Regions from separate parts of the Triticum aestivum genome. Here region 2 is linked to region 1. The links are chromatin contacts, called in public Hi-C maps. All regions are on one chromosome and are shown on one strand. The core of a region is the stretch at or near the end of the contact, and the rest is flanking DNA. Distances in the headings are between cores, read along the strand shown. Region 1 holds the start of LOC123111604 (AP2-associated protein kinase 1). Region 2 holds the start of LOC123111606 (RCC1 and BTB domain-containing protein 1).

Evidence for each region. Hi-C and Micro-C count contacts between places; a contact is called where the count stands out from the background.
Region 2: a contact with region 1 is called in a Hi-C map of leaf, with 8 times the contacts expected there. The contact joins the promoter of LOC123111606 here to the promoter of LOC123111604 in region 1. A contact is called at or near these places in 4 of 5 Hi-C or Micro-C datasets (leaf and an unstated tissue).

What each region holds. Positions count from the first base shown.
Region 1 is chr5B:318,638,412-318,645,616 of IWGSC CS RefSeq v2.1, reverse strand. LOC123111604 (AP2-associated protein kinase 1) reads left to right here and starts at 4,584. Exons shown (of 9, transcript XR_006454580.1): 1 at 4,584-5,799; 2 at 6,343-6,508; 3 at 6,598-6,648; 4 at 6,788-6,970; 5 at 7,086-7,191.
Region 2 is chr5B:318,833,738-318,840,942 of IWGSC CS RefSeq v2.1, reverse strand. LOC123111606 (RCC1 and BTB domain-containing protein 1) reads left to right here and starts at 4,256. Exons shown (of 9, transcript XM_044532428.1): 1 at 4,256-4,514; 2 at 5,260-5,518; 3 at 6,539-6,732; 4 at 6,835-6,882. The coding sequence starts at 5,266.

The sequences.
Region 1 (7,205 bases), core at 3,335-5,834:
AACAGGCATGCACGACGACTCAAAGCATTGGCCACTTTGTTAGTTATTCCAGATTTATGCACGATGAGATAGTTAAACCTCTCCAGATATGCTGCCCATCTTGCTAGCATGCGGTCAACATGCTTTTGATTTCTAAAATGCTTCAAGGATTGATGGTCGCTATAAATAATGAACCCTTTAGGCAGCAAATAGACCTCCCAAGTTTTCAACGCTCTGAAAATGGCATATAATTCTTGTTGATAGGTACTCCATTTCTGTCTAGCTTCACTTAACTTCTCACTAAAGAAAGCAATGGGCTTCCTTTCTTGAGATAGGACATCTCCAATGCCTACTTCACTTGCATCATGCTCCAACTCAAAAGTCTTGTTGAAATCAGGTAGCAACAAGACATGAGCTTGTGATAGTTTTTGTTTAATCTCATTGAAACTAGCTTCAGCTGCTTCTGTCCATTGGAACTTTCCTTTCTTCAAACACTCGATAATTGGTGCCATGATAGTGCTGAAATTCTTCACAAATCGCCTATAGAAAGTTGCAAGGCCATGAAAACTTCTTACCTCAGAAATGGTCTTCGAAGTTGACCATTCTTGGATTGCTTCAACGTTAGAACCATTAACACGAATACCGTCACATGTTATGGCGAATCCTAGGAAAAGAAGTTGTGTTTGCAGGAAAACACATCTCTTCAAGTTGACGTAGAGATCATTTTCCCTTAGTACTTCTAGCACCTTCTGAATGTGATCAAAGTGTTCATCCTCATCCTTGCTATAGATCAAAATGTCATCGAAATAGACCACAACAAAGTGAGACAAGAGGGGTCGAAGGACTTGATTCATCAAGAACATAAAAGTACTTGGTGCATTTGAGAGTCGAAATGGCATGACTAGCCATTCAAACAACCCTTCCTTTGTCTTGAAGGCGGGTTTCCATTCATCCCTGGGTCTGATACGTATTTGATGATATCCGCTTCTTAAATCTAGCTTTGTGAACACTCTTGCTCCACTAAGCTGATCAACATATCATCCAGACGGGGAATCGGGAATCTATACCTTACGGTGATCTTGTTAATGGCTCTACTATCCATACACATGCACCAAGATCCATCTTTCTTTGGCGCGAGTAGGGCTGGTACAACACATGGGCTAATACTTTCTCGAATGTGCCCCTTTTGCAGCAATTCCTCCACTTTCTCCTTCAATATATCATGCTCCTTTGGGCTCATTCGATAGTGTGGAAGATTAGGAAGACTTGCTCCCAGAATTAAGTCAATTCTATGTTGAATTCCTCTCATCGGTGGCAAGCCTTGTGGCTCTCCAAGTATGTTATGAAATTCTGCCAATAAACCATGTACCTTTGCTGGAATTTCAACAGTCAGGTGCTCTTCTCCTTTTACAACAAGTGCAGCACATAAATCTGCCTCCTTCAAGTCTTCCATAAACTCATGAGAGGTATTGGAAATAGTTAACATATTTTCCCCCTCCTCCTTAGAGGTATTACCTTCAGTTTTATTTGGCAAGATAATGATCTTTCTCTTGTTCAAAATGAAAGAGTAAGAATTTTCCTTGCTCTTGTGTGTAGTATCCACATCAAATTGCCAAGGTCTCCCAAGAAGAACATGGCTAGCGTCCATATCAACTACGTCACATAACACATTTGAGCGATAATGCTTGCGCAAGGAAAGTGGCAGGTTGCATTGTTTGGTGATCCTCATATTCACTCCTTTCTTGACCCACCCAATAGTGTAGGGGTTTGGATGATCATGAGTATCAAGCTTTAAATGGCTCACCAACTTCTGGGAGATAAGATTCTTGCAACTGCAACTATCAATCACTAACTTGCATACCTTGCCATTCACTGTGCATTTGCTCTCAAATATTTTCTTCCGTTGTGTGTCGTCAGGTTGTAGTGTGGAACATAGCAAACGCTGAATCACACATACCACCTCTTCACCTTCTTCTTAACAAACCTCTTGTCCCTCTACATCTTCAGATTTGTATTCTTCCTCATCGCCTTCACCATCATGGATAGTTGTGTTAACAAATTTCCTTAGTGGGCAGCCACTGGATATATGTCCCTCTTCACCACATTTATAGCATTTTGGGCCTTCATTGGATTTACCCTTGCCTCTAGTTTGCTTCTAGATGGGTCATTTTGCCTTTGGTGGAGCAGTCTTTTCTTCCACTCTATTAGGCTGGCTCATAGATGAGCCTTCGGTACGAGGATATGGAGCTTTAATTGCCTTTCTTGTCCTCACAAACCTCTCGGCCTTTAAGGCTAGAGCTTGTGCTTGATCAACATACCAGATTTGTTGCATCATCAATCAATCTTGAATAGCATCATTGAGACCATTGATGTACCTTGCAACTTGTTGATCTTCAGTCTCATCAAGGTTGCACCTCACTTGTAGCCTTAGAAACTCCTTCGTGTAATCTGAAACAATCCTATTTCCTCGGGCACAATTCTGAAATTGGATAAATAGGATCTGGTCATAATCAGCGGGCAAAAATCTCCTTTTCAAGAGACTTTTCATTTGTCGCTAAGTTCTCACACGAGATTCTCCTCTCATCCTGTGCTCTTCTTGAACGTGATGCCACCATGCATCGGCTCCTCCTTTCAGCTTGTATGCGACCAAAGGAACTCTACAATCTTATGGAGCCTCTATGACCTCAAAGAAAGTCTCCACTTCATATAACCAATCTAGGCACCTTTCAATATCAACATTTCCATTAAAAATTGGGATCTCAGCTTTCACCTTGTATGTATCCCTTGCATATGTAGGGTTGGGTACTCTCTGATATGCATGGAGTCAGCTTCTTCAAGGGCTTCATCATATTCTTCACCTTCAAAAGTTTCAACATAAATTGGCCTTCTTGAAGCACGTTGAACAACACGTTGTTGTGGCGGTCTTGCTCCAAGAATACCTCTCCTTCTTCTTTGATGAACATCTTCTTCTTCTTTAGAGGAATCTCCTTCATTGGTAGCAGGGGACACCCTTTCTTATCATCTCAACTAGCTGATCAAATCTCCGATTAAGATCTTCATGCAGCTCTTTGATTTGTTGTTTTGCATCATCCATCCTCTTCTCCAATTGCTCCATTGCTTGCTGCAGCTTGCTCTCGAAGAGGACAACAAAAACTAGTATGGGTCAACGAGGCTCTGGTGCCACCTGAAGCAGCACAAAGGTTGTGGAGGAGCAACTCCATTTTGCTGCTACAATGTGTACAACACAAGTGTTGAAGGAACAACTTCAATGTGTTGCGCTAGATTCCGCTCTAGAGGCGAACGTAGGCCGATATGGCAGCAAGAGTTCAATCCAGAACTCCTAGAGCACAAGACCTACTCCAAGATCTTAGATAAGAACAACAAGTTCTATTATAGGTAGTGGGTACATAGTCTGGTTTACAAAGTAGAGGTGATGACCTCTATTTATAGAGCTTTGGGAAGCCTTCACATACTTCTACTTATAGCTGGAACACTCCAGAAAACATTATTTAGGATTCATCTCTCTATTCACAACTACTCATAACTATAGAACTCTAGAAACAACGGGTAGGGTAAAGAAAACAAAAGAAATACTACACTAGAGTGGAATCATCTAGAAATAGCCAAATAGATTTGGCATGTGTTTTTCTTTCTTCTCATCTAGTGTTCCTCATCATCCAGGCCATGGCTCCGTTAAGTGAAGTTGAAAGATGCATGATGCTTATGACTTTCTAGAGAGCATGGTATGTGCGGAACGAAGTGACACATTCCAAGGCAGCTCCGCACATGGAAGCTTCTGTGAATTATCTACAGAGCTATTTGGATTCACTGATTTGCACTCAGCTGAACTCACACATTGATCCAACAAAAGATAAATTTGTTACTACATATATTCCTAGTGTACCTGGGATTAGATGCCCTGATGTTGACCCAGGTTGGACACCACCGAGGCATGGATGACTAAAACTGAACACTGACAGATCTTACGTGGCGAGTGAGGTGGCCGGTGCATGAATAATCTTTGCGGAGATCTGATGGAGAAATTATTTTCTCGGCATGTAGAGCCCTGTTTACCTGCATGAACGCACTAGAGGCAGAGTTATGTGCATGTATGGAAGGCCTTTCTTTTGCCTTACAGAGAAGTGAACTCCTGGTGGTTATTGAGATGGACTCGCTGACATCGGTTGCTATGATCACTAGTAGCGAGGTGGATCGCTCAGTTTATGCTTCTCTGGTCAATGAGATTAGATATCTTATTAGTCATCAAACTATTTGTATTAACTCATGTTTTTCGTTCTCAAAATAAGGCTAGTGATAGGTTAGCAAACTTTGGTAGAAGAGAAGGCAGGACTATGACTTGGTTGGGTTCAGGCCCTGATGAAGTTCTCGTAGAAGTTCGTAATGATTGTAGACATTGTGATAGAGTAATACAAGTATTTCCCCGAAAAAAAGAGAGAAGGAAGAAAGTGATTGTGCTAAGCAAGCACAGATGCGAATGCGACAGTGCAACCAACCAGCCTGTCCCTTCCTTTTCCCCAGCAACTCAACGCGGAACGTGCTAGGGAAGGGAACCGGTCTTCCACGCCACGCGTCCCCACGCGACGGAAATCCCACTCGCCTCGCCTCGCCTCGCCACCGTAAGCCCGTAACAAACAAATCTTTCCTCTTTTCTTCTTCCTCCTGCTCCCGGTCTGCCCGCCGCTAACCCCTACGAGCAAGCAATCCTGCCTGCCCCACAGGCACACCACCCCCCCACGGCCTCCAGATCGGAGCTGGCGAGTCCCGGACCCTACTACACCTGCTGCTCTGAGTGAGGCGGCCGGGCTGGGGGTTGGTCGCTTCCTGGTTGGCCGCCCACGACCAGTTCTTGATCCCGGACTGCTTCAAGCGGGCCGGGTCTGGTCGTTTCTTGGTTGAACTGATTGGTTGCTGCTGACTTGGTCGATCTCCTCTTCTTCCATTGCTGCTTCGTCGTGTCGGCTGGCCATTGCAGTTGCACACAAGGTGTTTGTTTGGCGGCAGGGCGGCAGCGGGCGCTGCTGAGCTAGGTTGCTCGCTGGCTTCTTCGTTGGTGTTAAGCGGTATGCCAGGTAGGTAGATCTGCTCGGAGGGACGGCCATTCGACAGTTGCTGTATCAAAGCTGGATAGACAGGCAGATCTTGAGAGACGCCGATCACTGTTCTGCCGCTCGGACGGACCCTGTTGATTCGTAGCTCTCAAGCTTTACCATGCTGAGAAATCCTTGCTGAGTGTGGATAAACTTCACATAGGAGGTTTCTGAGGCTGAACCAGGCGCTTTTGACTTGTGAGGGCTGAGGATCAGTAATTAATCAAATCATGTGGAGACCGTTCAGGCAGCTCATGCCCAAAGAGCATTCCGGGCCTTCTGGCGGCCTCGAGGGCCGAACCATCGATGTCGGCAATGTGAAGGTGCACGTCCGGGAAGCCATTGCTGAGGGTGGGTTCTCGTGCGTGTACCTCGCCCGGGACCTGACCAACCCAGCAAAGAAGTACGCGCTCAAGCACGTCATTGCCCAGGACAAGGAGTCGCTGGACCTGGTGCAGAAGGAGATCACGGTGATGAGGGCGCTCAAGGGGCACCCGAACGTGGTCACGCTCGTTGCGCACGCCATAATGGATATGGGCCGTGGGAGGGAGGCGCTTCTGCTGATGGAGTTCTGCGAGAGATCGCTGGTTTCTGCCTTGGACACTAGAGGTACTGCAGGGTTCTATGATGAGGAGCAGGTTGCTCTCATCTTCCGGGATGTTTGCAATGCGGTGTTCGCGATGCACTGCCAGACACCACCTGTTGCTCACAGGTCTGCCTTTCATATCCCAACCTATGGAATTGCTGTGTGAAATGTCTACAGCAAGCAGTTCTCTGTTGTTGGTGCTTTTGCAATGAACGTTTTGCATGTGACTCCATTGCTTCGTCGGATAGAGTTAGTCCCATGACAAGCAGCAGGAAATCATGTGCTAGTTACTCCATCTTATCTTGAGCATATTGTTTCATCTGTATCAGAATACTGTATTGCTCTCTGATGTACTCCCTCCGTAAACTAGTAAACTAATATAAGAGCGTTTAGATCACTAAAATAGTATCAGGACACAAGTATGTCACTTACATCGATCATGTGGCAGCTTTAGTTTTGCATAATTCTATGCTGTTTCATATAGCTTTCCACTCAGTCTTGGTTGCGTTACTTCATCTAGTGCATTATAAACTCCAGTTGGCTGTAGATTGCAATTGGATAATTCATTATTACATGTTATTCTTTTAACATTGTCAGTCTAATCCTTCAAGAAATTGCTACGTCGATCTTCATTCTAGAGGCATCACAGCAAATCTATTCTATGTGCAGGGACCTAAAGGCCGAAAATGTGCTTCTTGGTGCTGACGGGGCTTGGAAATTATGTGATTTTGGTAGTGTATCAACAAACCATAAGTGCTTTGATAAACCAGAGGAGAGGGGCATTGAAGAAGATGTCATCAGAAAGCATACAACTCCTGCTTATAGGGCTCCTGAGGTTTGATTGAATCAACCTATTATGACTTATGAGCTCTTTCTCAGTTCCTTCACATATTTACTTAATATAAGCTTGTTTACTGATTGCAGATGTGGGACTTGTACAGGAGGGAAGTTATTAGTGAGAAAGTAGATATATGGGTAAACCATCTTTGCAGCCATTACACTATTTTTTTTGTTTCCTGTATTACCTATCTTGTTCTTTGAACTGGTGTTTACTTTGTTGTATCTGATTAACTCTTAATAACTGCATAAGCTAAGGTGGTACTGATTTTTTTAGGCTCTTGGATGTCTCATGTATAGAATCTGCTACTTAAAATCAGCTTTTGGTTTAGAATCAAAGCTTCAGATCCTCAATGGGAACTATCGTATCCCTGAATTACCGAAGTACTGTTCTTCCATTACAAGTCTGATCGAAGAGATGCTTCAGTCCTCTCCAGATGCCAGACCAGACATTACACAGGCAAGGGCTTTGCTTCATTGGCCATTCACTTCCATGAATTTAGGTTGGTCTTAGTTAGTGCATGTGGCCGAATTAGCCTTCCAGTTCTCTAATATTCATGCATGTACTGTTATAGGTATGGTTTCGTGTTAATGAGTTACTTCCTTTGGAGCTGCAAAAGGATTTACCTGATGGATCCCCATCTGGATCAGCATTTGAATTGCAAACTACTGAGGATGAAGGTTTGGCTTCTTTG
Region 2 (7,205 bases), core at 3,007-5,506, 200 kb before region 1:
GCTAAGATGCCTTAAATTAAATAAAACAGAAAAGGGAAATAAATAAAAGCAAAAAAAAAGATAAGAAAAAAAAAGAAACCCCCAAATCCCCGGGCCGACCGACCCAGCTAGCCAACCGGCCGGCCCTGTCGGCCAGCCCACCCCGGCCAGCCCACCTCTCCCCGCATAACCCCCCACCACCCGCAAACCCTAGCCCCAATTCCCCACTCCTCTCGCTCCCTCCCCCACTCCTCGATCCCCTTCTGGATCGGGCAACCACCTCAACGCCCGACGCCCTCTGCCTTCCCCGGCGCTCCGCCGTTGCCAGGCACTCGCCGACCCCTCCCCCCACCTGCACCGCCTCGTCGCCTCGCCTCATCCCCGCCAGCCTCCCCGGGCCTCGTCGCCCCATCGACGCTCGTTGTCCCCGCCGGCAACCGCCCCCGACGCCGCCCGGATCGACCGTCGCCGCCGAACAGGACCACCTCGCCGGACTGCCTCCCGCTCCGCCGTGTCATCCCCGCCGGCCTCCCCGAACCTTCCCGCGCCCACTGCCCAGACCCCACGACCCGTGGTGAGGCCCCTCCTTCTCTCTTCCCTGCATGGCCACGCCCTCTGCTCCCCCCCGTCGGACGTTGTCCGTCCCGCCCGACCGCGCCGTCGCTCGGGCCAAGCCCCGTTTGCTGCTCCTCTAGCTCATGCGTCGTCGCCTCTCGCCCGTGCGCGTGCCCAGGGCGCGCCCCTGTCTTGGTTGGCCGCCCTCCTCCGACCCTGTCCGCGGCCATGTGCACCCGCTGCTCCCGCCGCCTCTGCTCGCGTTGTCGCCTCCCTGATACGGCCCCGCGTCGGCGCTCGTCGCCGCCCGCGACCGTGCTCCGCTCCGCCCCGCGCATCTTCGCCATGGGACGCCGAGTGCCCGCCGCGTCGCCTCGGGTCCGTCCCGACGGGCGCTGCGCCCGCTGCCCGCACGCCCACTCGGGCCGTCGCCCGTTCGGGTGGCGCCCGTAACCCGCACGCCCGCATAGGCTCCAGTGGCCCTATGACAATGGGCCCCACTCCAAAACGTTTTTTATTAAAAAAACAAAATAAAAATAAATATATAAACAATTAATTAATTAATAATTAAAATAGTTAATGAATTAATTAAGTTAATTAATCATGATTAATTAATCTAATTAAGTAGATAGTTTAATTAAACCCTAATTAGACTAATTAGTCAATGACGAATGGGACCCACAAGTCAGGTTGACCAGTCAACTCTGTTGACTACTGATGTCAGCATGACATCATGCTGATGTCATTAAATCATTTTCGAATTAATTAAATAATTAATTAAATTCCAGAAATTAATAAAATCTTTAGAAAATCATATCTTTTAATCCGTAACTCGGATTAAAATATTTTCAACATGAAAGTTGCTCAAAACGACGAGACAAACCCGGATACGCAGCCCGTTCGTCCACCACACACCCCTAACATATCAAACCCGCAACTTTCCCCCTCCGGTTCATCTGTCAGAAAACACGAAACACCGGGAATACTTCCCGGATGTTTTCCCCCCTTCACCGGTATCACCTACTACCGCATTAGGGCACACCGAACACAGCGTATTGTCTTGTTACACTTTGTGATGCTTTGATTGCTCTGTTATTTATTGTGTTCCCTCTCCGTTACTTCTTTCCGATAGACCCCGAGACTGCCGGCAACCCCCAGTTCGACTACGGTGTTGGTGACTCGTCCTTCTTGCCACAGCAACCAGGCAAGCCCCCCCCCCCTTGATCACCAGATATCGCCTATTCTCCTCTATACTGCTTGCATTAGAGTAGTGTAGCATGTTACTGCTTTCCGTTAATCCTATTCTGATGCATAGCCTGACATTGTTGCTACATCTGTTGATACCTTACCTGCAATCCTAAATACTTAGTATAGGATGCTAGTTTATCATCATTGGCCCTACATTCTTGTCAGTCTGCCTTGCTATACTATTGGGCCGATCACTCGGGAGGTGATCACGGGTATATACTATACATACATACATACTATACAGATGATGACTAAAGTCGGGTCAGCTCGATGAGTACCCGCAAGTGATTCTGATGAGGGGGCTGAAAGGACAGGTGGCTCCATCCCGGTAGAGGTGGGCCTGGGTTCCCGACGGCCCCCGGCTGTTACTTTGTGGCGGAGCGATAGGGCAGGTTGAGACCACCTAGGAGACAGGTGGGCCTGGCCCTGTTCGGCGTTCGCGGATACTTAACACGCTTAACGAGATCTTGGTATTTGATCTGAGTCTGGCTACTGGCCTATGCGCACTAACCAACTACGCGGGAAAGTTATGGGCACTCGACGTCGTGGTATCAGCCGAAGCCTTCTTGACGTCAGCGACTAAGCGGCGCGCGCCGGGTTGGACTGCGTTAACGCAACTTCCTTTGTAATGGAGGTTGCTAGGTCTGCTCATCGGCCGCGTACGCAACGTGCAGGTGTGCAATGGGCGATGGGCCCAGACCCCTGCGCGCATAGGATTTAGACCGGCGTGCTGACCTCTCTGTTGTGCCTAGGTGGGGCTACGACGTGTTGATCTTTGGAGGCCGGGCATGACCCAGGAAAGTGTGTCCGGCCAAATGAGATCGAGCGTGTTGGGTTATGTGGTGCACCCCTGCAGGGAAGTTAATCTATTCGAATAGCCGTGATCTTCGGTAACAGGACGACTTGGAGTTGTACCTTGACCTTATGACAACTAGAACCGGATACTTAATAAAACACACCCTTCTAAGTTCCACAGACAACCCGGTGATCGCTTTTCCACAGGGCGACGAGGGGAGGATCGCCGGGTAGGATTATGCTATGCGATGCTACTGGAGATGCTACTTGGAGATGCTACTTGGAGATGCTACTTGGAGGACTTCAATCTACTCTCTTTACATGCTGCAAGACGGAGGCTGCCAGAAGCGTAGTCTTCGACAGGATTAGCTATCCCCCTTTTATTCTGGCATTTGCAGTTCAGTCCACCGATATGGCCCTTTACACATATACCCATGCATATGTAGTGTAGCTCTTTGCTTGCGAGTACTTTGGATGAGTACTCACGGTTGCTTTTCTCCCTCTTTTCCCCTTTCCCTTCTACCTGGTTGTCGCAACCAGATGCTGGAGCCCTGGAGCCAGACGCCACCGTCGACGATGATTCCTACTACACTGGAGGTGCCTACTTCTACGTGCAGGCCGCTGACGACGACCAAGAGTAGTTAGGAGGATCCCAGGCAGGAGGCCTGCGCCTCTTTCGATTTGTATCCCAGTTTGTGCTAGCCTTCTTAAGGCAAACTTGTTTAACTTATGCCTGTACTCAGATATTGTTGCTTCCGCTGACTCGTCTATGATCGAGCACTTGTATTCGAGCCCTCGAGGCCCCTGGCTTGTATTATGATGCTTGTATGACTTATTTTATTTTTAGAATTGTGTTGTGATATCTTCCCGTGAGTCCCTGATCTTGATCGTACACGTTTGCGTGTATGATTAGTGTACGATTGAATCGGGGGCGTCACAGACCTCAACTCCCTTGTGGATTTGGAAGGAACTTTACATTGTTACTTGTTTCCCTTGTTGATTGTGAATCTTGTGGTACTTATATGGATTTGTGGAGAGAGTGGATGTGTGATTTGGATCCCGTCTTGCGTGTTCTTCTTTTCTTTTGATCCATCTCCAAATGTGAAAGATTGAGCCACATAGGGGTTTATTACCATACAACAAGCCTCCTGATGCCACCTCCACTAACCTCAGGCAGCGCGTCGTCCACCTGCGGCATAGTGGCAAAAATGGAGAGGAAGAAAGCGGATGGGAACAGTACGTTGTGGGGTGGGATTGGGGGTGGAAGGAAAAGGTGGTTCCTCATCAACATGCGTTCGCGCTAAGCCATCTTTGAAATGGACACCTGTAAAGTGTGACGTGGTAGGTGCCTTTGCTCCAAGATTCGGGTTCGTGGTGGAATGGCCGGATAAGCGCCGAATCGCTATAGAACTATAGTAGTCTCCATTCTATAGCACTTCGGTACTATTCGTTTCTAAATATTTGTCTTTTTAGAGATTTCAAATTGACTATCACATACGAATATATATAGACATATTTTAGAGTGTAGATTCACTCATTTTGCTTCATATGTAGTCATTTGTTGAAATATCTAGAAAACAACACTAAAATAGTGATATAAATGCTCTTATATTTCTTTATCGATGGAGTAATTTATAAAGCTGGACGCTTCTTTTGTCGGGCAGAAAAGAAAAAATCACACCATTTGCTGCGGCCGTCCTCCTTGGGTTCGGCACGTGACTTTTTGTGCGAACCGTTCGCTTTCTCCCTTCCCTTGTCGCTCGGAACTTGGGAATCCGGAAGCTATTCTAGAGAAATCGGGAATCCCCTGCTCGTCGGCCCCGCAGTCTCGCTCCGTCCTCCCGCGACCTCCTACCCCCATCCGCCCAAGGAAGCGAGATTGCTACTCCGGCCCCAAGTGAAGATCCATCCGGCCGTAGTTCCTTCTTTTGTTGTTGGTAAGAAAGCCCTAGCTTTCTTTGGATCCATGTTCTTCTCGCTCTCATTTCAGCGGCCGCCAATGTCTATTTAGTATGTACCCTGACGAACTGGTCATAGTACTAATAACAGGAGCAGGCTTATTTTCATGAAAAATATGGGGGTTCAATTGATTGATTGAAACAATCCACATCCCCTGATCATCTGATTCTTGTGCAATCCCCTCAGCAAGGTCCTAATGTTTGGGCAGACTGCGGGGCTGGGTCTCAGTTTTATGCAAGTTGGGAACATTTTTAACCTTGGATTGACTATCAGTTAGAAATAAAATAGAAATCTTGGTGGCTGAATTTGCAATTCGAATTGCCCTTTTAGCTAAAGTTGGTACTGCGGTTCGAAATACTTCGAAAGATCGTAGTATTATTTTGGGGGCCAACTAGACCAGAGGTTACACATCCTAACCAATGTTTTTGCATTAAATTACTGATTTGATGTGTGGGACTATGGAGTTTTTGTAAAAAGCTTCCTACTTGTAATAGTGGCACCTCTAATTAATGCCTTCCTGCTTAATTATTGCAAATTATCCAGTTGAATCGTTTCGTAATTGAGCACCTGAAAGGGGATGTGAATTTTGATGCTTCCTGTGCCGGGTAACTGAAGTGTTGTTCAAAGTTGGACGCTTGTAGCTAAACTGCTTCATCAGCAACCTGAATAGATTCGTCCTCATCGCTTTGTCACTTTGTTTGCTGTTTTGCATTTGATGAACAGACAGCAATGGATATAGATGATGTGATCTGCAACTTGCGTGTTGTTGGCATGCCAACCAAGAGTGCTATATACACATGGGGATATAACCAGAGTGGCCAGACTGCACGCAAGGGCAAGGAGCGCCACCTGAGGATCCCCAAGAGCCTACCTCCCAAACTATTCACCTGTAGGGATGGCGAGAACCTCAGATGGATTGATATTGCATGTGGCCGTGCGCACACTGCTGCAGTAGTTTCTGACGGATCACTCTTCACCTGGGGTAGGTCCATCTTTACTAAATCTTGTATATTGCGGAGTGTTAGATAACCATCAAGCGGGAGTGTTGCCATTAATGCCATGCCATCGCTGTTATATTTGGATCTGAAATATTGTAGTTGAGTTATTATCCCTGATGATTTTTACCATCGGGGCCAGTGGCGGTGCTACATGCGCATGGCCCACCCAGCTCTGGAGCATTTCATCATATTACAGCCAGACCATGAGCCGTAGAATGCCATCCTTGAGTACTCTTGCAGCCTGGCCCACCCAGCCCATCCAGTTTTTTGGTGCAAGCTCTGCCACTAGTCAGTGCTACATGCTTGGAGAAGTTCCTGCCTAGTAGTGAATGGACTATACTATTCATGGATACTTGGCACATCATACTCGCTAGGCATTTTGAGACCAGTCTCACCAATTTTATTTATCTCCTTTTAACTGGCTTGTCGGTTGTTCTTCTGTGTCGCGATATGGATTGCGTGTAGGTGATAATCATGATAGGCAGGAGGCCGTGGACCAGTACCCTTGCGGTGTCCTGTCGGCGGAGCTGTGATAGCAGAAGTTGCACAAGGGACAGGGCATCCAAATTATGGGAGGCAGAAGCAGAGAAATAGAGATCGGTGATTAGACTTTGTAGCTTGATTAATAAGAACGGTGGCTGCCTCGTTATATAGAGGTTGTCCTTACTCATATGACTCAGAAGCAAAGTTGGACTTAGGACTCTTCCCTATGCTAAACGTGCAGCTACTAAGACACCATATAGGACAAGGACTCGAGCTGAAGGCATCTAGATCATGCTGCAACCGAGTAGTACTAGGATTCCTTGGCCCTCTCAGCTGGAGGTCTGGAAGCATGGTGCCTCCTCTGATAACATGACATTCTGATAGTTATTATGTAATATTTTTCCGATTCCACCCTACTGTGCAACCTTTTTGTGTCTATAATTTGGTAGAAAGTACCAAGTATATGTGAACATGATTAGAAATCTTCCAAAAGCAGATTACATTTGACTTAAAATGTACAGGTGCAAATGACTTTGGCCAGTTGGGAGATGGGACAGAGGAGAGTGCAAAGGAACCTAAAAAGGTCAATGCACTGGCGACTGAGTTTGTGAAATCGGTGTCCTGTGGTGCACACTGTACAGCTGCTATTGCTGAACCTCGAGAAAATGATGGCTCAATATCGAGAAGCAGGTTATGGGTTTGGGGACAAAATCAGGTTTGCCTAAATTAATTGTACTGCTGAATCTGTCCCTTGTAGATTGAGAACCAACTTGTAACACAAAAATAGTTAGCATTTGTGTTTGAATGATCCTTGCAGGGCTCAGATTACCCTCGCCTATACTGGGGTGCTTTTGCACCAAACACGGTAAAGTTCAATTACACTGGATCAATTATGTCGCACAGTTCAAGTAGATTCATGAGACCGAATGTTTGTGTACTCAAACATTGCAGCCTTCTTTTTTAGTCCTGTTTATTTGATGTTTCCTCTTAGTTTACCCTGTTTCATCTGTCCAGAAGTAAACATGATAAGTTATGCCAACTATATGCATAGATACATTTCACCATATAGGAAAGTATTTATTCAAATCCCCCGTGGTCTTGATCCTTAATTTCCTGTATGAAGCTGAACACCAAATGTTTAAACAATACTCATGTGCTGATATATTTTTTCGTGTTGTCCATGAACTA